Regions from separate parts of the Anas platyrhynchos genome. Here region 1 is linked to region 2. A link is a contact called in public Hi-C data. All regions are on one chromosome and are shown on one strand. Each heading gives the region's core, a stretch centred on a gene start, on an enhancer-like site or on the middle of the called end of the contact. The rest is flanking DNA. Distances are from core to core; before and after follow the strand shown.

What was found. Hi-C and Micro-C count contacts between places; a contact is called where the count stands out from the background.
Region 1: a Hi-C map of F5 follicle shows a contact between it and region 2, with 2.3 times the contacts expected there. The contact joins the promoter of SDC3 here to the enhancer-like site in region 2. A contact is called at or near these places in 6 of 8 Hi-C or Micro-C datasets (F1 follicle, F5 follicle, liver and 3 more).

What each region holds. Positions count from the first base shown.
Region 1 is chr24:5,576,095-5,578,794 of IASCAAS_PekinDuck_T2T, forward strand. SDC3 (syndecan 3) reads right to left here and starts at 1,351. Exons shown (of 5, transcript XM_038167345.2): 1 at 1,113-1,351. The coding sequence starts at 1,220.
Region 2 is chr24:5,491,828-5,494,527 of IASCAAS_PekinDuck_T2T, forward strand. No RefSeq gene overlaps it. Among named protein-coding and RNA genes, the nearest start is that of SDC3, 84 kb to the right of the region's middle. Within about 2 kb of position 1,379, at least 4 of the 8 cell types and tissues checked have an H3K27ac peak or open chromatin away from gene starts, as enhancers often do. A contact at or near this core is called in F5 follicle, small yellow follicle and subcutaneous adipose tissue, where this site is marked.

The DNA.
Region 1 (2,700 bases), core at 101-2,600, 84 kb after region 2:
CAGCCTGCATCCCTCCCTGCCTGCTTCCCACACCCCGAGGAGCCGTGCGGTGCCACCATCGCTCCGCGCGCAGGGAAAGCCCCGTTCTGGGACCCGGCACGCACAGCATCGCCCTACAGCCGCCACCCCAAGAGCCACCCGGGTCCCTCAGGTGTCCCCATAACCAAACCACGGCACGGGGAGTGCAGGGCACGGGGAACCTGCTCGAGGCTGGCTCCGGCATTGGGGTTCCCCTGGCTGCACGGGGGACGGGAGTGCCACAGCCCTGACCCCTTCCCCCTGCCCAAATCCCTCTCCTGGGAGCGGGGCTGGAAAATCCTCCTGGATGGGGAGCCGGGAACCAGAGAGGGGATGGGAAACGTTGGGATCGGGGGGTCTCAGCCCCACAGGGGGGGCAGCACCGGGGCAGGGCTGGATCTTTGCAGGGTCGGGGCCAAACCCCACAAGTTTCTCTCCCCCTCCAGAAGCGGGGAGGGGGCACAGGTGGGATTTTCCCCCCGGCCGCCCATCGGGGCTGCTTCAAGGCGTGTTTCCCCATGACCTTCAAACGGCATCTACCTGCAGCCCCCCCCCGCGCACCCTGGCACCCTGCGCCCCCCCCTCGGCTGCCTGCACCCCAAAAACCTCAGCCTGCACCCGGCTGGGGGCGAGCATCACTTGGGGGGGGGGGGGGACACATCCCTTGGGGACAGGAGCATCCCTTGGGGCCGGGAGGACACACGCTGGGGGGAGGAACACGGCTTAGGGGGGCACCCTCTGAGGGGGGGGGCATCCCTTGGGGTTGGGGGGAGCATCCTTTGGGGGGGGGGGACTGTAGGGGAGGAGGTTGTAGGGGGTGTGGGGAGAGGTTGGGGTGGGGGGCTGCTGCTCTTCAGGGGGGCTGCAGCGGGTGGGGGGGGTGGGGGGGGGCTGAAGATATTTTTATAGCTTCGCTCTGCCCCAAAACTCCCCATCACCCCCCCAAAACCAAACCAAACCAAACCAAACCCGAACCCCACCCTCCAAAGACCCGCGCCCACCCCCCGACATCCAACATCGGGGTCCCCTTCCCCTCACCCTTACCCCCCTAAACGCCCCCCCCCCCCAGACCCCTCGCCCCCCCCCACACTCACCGCGGCGGGGCGGGCTCCCCCCCCCAGCAGCAGCAGCAGCAGCAGCAGCGGCACCGCGAGGCCCCGCGGGCCCCGGGCGGGCGGCGGCGGCGGCGGCTCCGCGGGCATCTTCGGGCAGCGGCGGCGGCGGCGGGGCGGGGACGGAGCCTTTGTTGCCGCCGCCGCCCGCGGGAGGCGGTGTGCGAGCGGGGAGGGGGGGGGGGCCGCCGCCGAGCCGCCCGGCACAGCCCCAGCCCCAGCCCCAGCCCCAGACCCTCCCCGGCACGGCTCGGCACGGCTCGGCCCTCCCCCGGCCCGCACGGCTCTGCCCCGCCCCGCCCCGCCTCGCTGAGAGGGGAGGGGGACGCCCCTAAAGGGGGGGGGGTATGGGGTATGGGGGGGTGTGGGAGGGTATGGGGGAAATTGGGGGTGGGGGGGGTATGGGGGGTATGGGGGGGTTGGGGGAATATGGGGGGAGTAAGGGGAATATGGGGTGTGGGGGGGATTGGGAGGGTTGGGGGGAATGGGGGGGTTGGGGGAAAATTGGGGGTGGGGGGGTTATGGGGTGGCAGGGGGGAATGGGAGGGTGGGGGGGAAATGGGAGGGTATGGGGGAATCTGGGGGAATCTGGGGGGTGGGGGGAAATGAGGGGTTAGGGGGAATATGGGAGGGGTTGGGGGAATAAGGGGGGCAGGGGAAATATGGGGAGTTGGGGGGAATGGGGGGTGTGGGGGGGATTGGGAGGGTTGGGGGGGTTATGGGGGAGTTGGGGGGAATGGGAGGGTGGGGGGGAAATGGGAGGGTATGGGGGATTCTGGGGGAATCTGGGGGGTGGGGGGGAAATGAGGGGTTAGGGGGAATATCAGGGGTAGGGGGAATATGGGGAGTTGGGGGAAATGGGGGGTGTGGGGAGGATGGGGAGGGTTGGGGAGAATGGGGGTTTGGGGGGAAAATTGGGGTTGGGGGGTTATGGGGTGGCAGGGGGGAATGGGAGGGTGGAGGGAAAATGGGAGGGTATGGGGGATTCTGGGGGAATCTGGGGGGTGGGGGGGAAATGAGGGGTTAGGGGGAATATGGGAGGGGTTGGGGGAATAGGGGGGCAGGGGGAATATGGGGAGTTGGGGGAAATGGGGGGTGTGGGGGGATTGGGAGGGTTGGGGGGAATGGGGAGGTTGGGGGAAAATTGGGGTTGGGGGGTTATGGGGTGGCAGGGGGGAATGGGAGGGGAGAAGGAATATAGGGGGTAAGGGGGAAAATAGGGGGTGAGGGGGAAATGGGGGGTTAGGGGGAATATGGGACGGGTGGGGGGAATGGGGAAATATGGGGGAAAATTGGCAGTGGGGGGAATGGGAGGGTGGGGGGAAAATGGGAGGGTATGGGGGAATATGAGGGGTGGGGGGGGAAATGTGGGGTTAGGGAGAATATGGGAGGGGTGGGGGGAATGGGGGCTTTGGGGGAAAAATTGGGGGTGGGGGGGTATGGGGGGTTGGGGAGAATGGGCAGGTAAGGGGAATATGGGGAGTTGGGGGGATTGGGAGGGTTGGGGGAATGGGGGGGTTGGGGGAAAATTGGGGTTGGGGGGTTATAGGGTGGTAGGGGGAATGGGAAA
Region 2 (2,700 bases), core at 129-2,628:
GTCACCAACACCAAGGGGTTTTCAAGAGGATTGCTGCTTGCTCCTAAACACAGGGAACTGAATAATGCTGCTGGGCCCCCACATCATCATAAAGATGCCTTCCTCTCACACTACCAACAAAGACAGTAAACTGAATTTTCTAATTTTCTGGGCATAAATCTAATCACAAATTTTTTCCTAGAAGCAACATGACCAAAGGCAAGTCGTGGTTTACCAATTTATTAAAGGCAGCTTTAGGTGGATTAATATCAGCACAAAAATGTTGCATGGCACCAAGACCTGCTGTTATTTCAAATGTGTTCAGGGTTCCCGGGAACCCCCCAGGCTGGAAATATTACTAGGGTAGCTGCAGCAGGAAGGGAAGGCTGGACTTTTAGGCAAGGCATGGGGTGATTTCTTCCCAGACAAGCCAGACCCTGCGCCTTTGGACCATTTTGTATATCCCAGGCTGGAAAGGGCTCAAAAAAAATCATCTATCCCATGTCATATTCCCATCAGTATACCCCTGCCAGCTTTATCAAAGTTCCCCTTGATCTGCCTTGGTGCAAGCGAGACAGAAAGAGTCACAGTGCAGTAAGAAAGGTGGAGAAGACAAATATTTGCTGAGCTTAGCCCAAGCACTTCTCCACAACTTTGCTTCCCCCAACCTGTGGCACTCAGCTCAGGGCTGCCCGTGCGTTTCTGTTGCATTTGCTCTGCAGAGAGCTGGAAGTCAGCATTTTGGGCATCCTACAGAGCACCAGAGAAGGGGCTGGAGGAGCAGAAGTGTTCTGCTCACACCCTGCCCCAAAGCATTTCCCTCACTGGTGAGGTGCTGAGGATGCTCCCGCTCAGCAGTCCTGGGGCTTGCAGAGCTGAAACCTGGCTTTGGGCACAAAAAATGCCCAAAGTGATCTGCGAGCTATTCCGGACAACAAACTAACCACAAACTGTCTCTTTTTCTTTATGCAATGTGATAACAAATAATCTTGGCTGCTTCTTGGGCAGGGAGGGGTTGTAGTGCTCCTTCCACCAGAGATGGGGAAACTGAGGCACAAACCCACTCACTGCAGCGAGCTGCAGGCTCGGCCTCTCCGGCCTTTTCTTTCCTGAAGAGCAATTCAGAGGGAAGAAAAAAAAAAGGCACGACTGATTTATTATAACAAAGCAAGCCAGCTCAAGCACCCCTCCCCAGCTTTCCAACAAAAGCAGAGCTTCACCCAGACGTTTTATGGGCGCAGCGTGACACTCTCCATAGAGACGGAAATGTTTATTTAGCCAAAACCCGACGTGCCCCCGCCGAACGGCCTCGTCAGACATTTTTCAAGCTGCCCTGATTTATACAAAGCCGGGAGCTGTGGCCCAGCCTCCCTCGCCCTTGCAGAGGGATTTTTCTCCCAGGGTTGGATGCTTTTAACTGCAGCGGTGCTGGGAGCCCTGCCCAGGGCCAAGGCGCTTCTGCGAGCACCAGAGCTCGCTCGACTGAAAGGTCAAGGGATGGAAATGGAAACATGCCCTAAAAAAGAAGAATTCCCGGGTGTAGGCAGCGGAGATTGTTCATCTCGGGCTGTTTACACAAGGAGAAGCAGCTCCCAAATAACCCCGAGCAGGGCAATGGCTGGTTTTACAGCCTGTTCCTTCAGTGACCTGCTGGCTATTACCTGACCGGGAGATTTAACGTGTCAGGAGGGTGAGGGGTGGCTGCTTTCCTCCCCCCTCACCACCCCTTTCCGCCCCGTAATGGGCTGCATCTGCCGAGCAGAGCCGGCGAGGCCGGGGGGGCTGCGGGGGGAGCCTGGATCCCATTAACAAGCGCTGGGATCCTGCAGGAGAGGAGCCTCAGAGGGGCTTAGGGGGTGCTGTGATGCTTTGGGGAGACCTTGCCCGGCATCTTGCAGGGGTAGAGGGTGGCTGGTTCTCCAAGGGGTTCCCCAGCTCCAGGCTGGCTCCATGGGAGGATTTCTGCACCCCCTTGGGTCCCTGGAGGTGTCCCAGGAGCTGCCCCCATCCCAGCATCGCTCACACAATGCTGCTTGCTTCGGGTTTGATAAATTCAGCGAGTGGGGTTTGCCAGCTCCCTTCCAAGGTCAGACCTGCCCGTGGGTGGAAAACAATGCAAATTCGGTTTCAAGCCAGCCAAAGGTCGAGCTCTGGAGCATCCATTGGGAGCAAGGTTACAGAAGTGGAAAACAAAGCACGAACCCCTCCGGTTCCTGTTTGGTTTCTGCGATCCCTCTCCCCTCAAATCCTGCAAAAACACCGAGCCCTTTGACACGGGAGGACAACTTGCATCCCAGCGGGGCTGTTTCCAACCAAGCCATGAACAAACCTTTAATTAAGCGGATTTAATTCATAAACGTACGGCGGGCTGCGAAGCTTTCCCTGATGTGCCTCAGTGTATCTGCAGGCTGGAAACACCCCACGGCTCAAAGGCTTTGCAGGCAGCCTAAGGAGGTTGCGTGGGTCAAATGCAGCCATCCAACTTCTGCAAACTGCAGAGCTGTGGGAAATGGGGGCCAGGGGGTTACGGGAGAAAACGGCTTTTCTGCTGACACATCCATGCTGGAGCAGGCTGGGGGCAATGCAGGCATGGTGGATGGAGGCAGTAACAGGGGCAGAGCTGGCTCCTGCCACCTGCACCCTGATTGGAAATTCTCCTGGCTTTGGAGTACCCTGTGCACTTTTTCAACCTGCTTACGCTCTCTGCAACGCTTCCAGCCA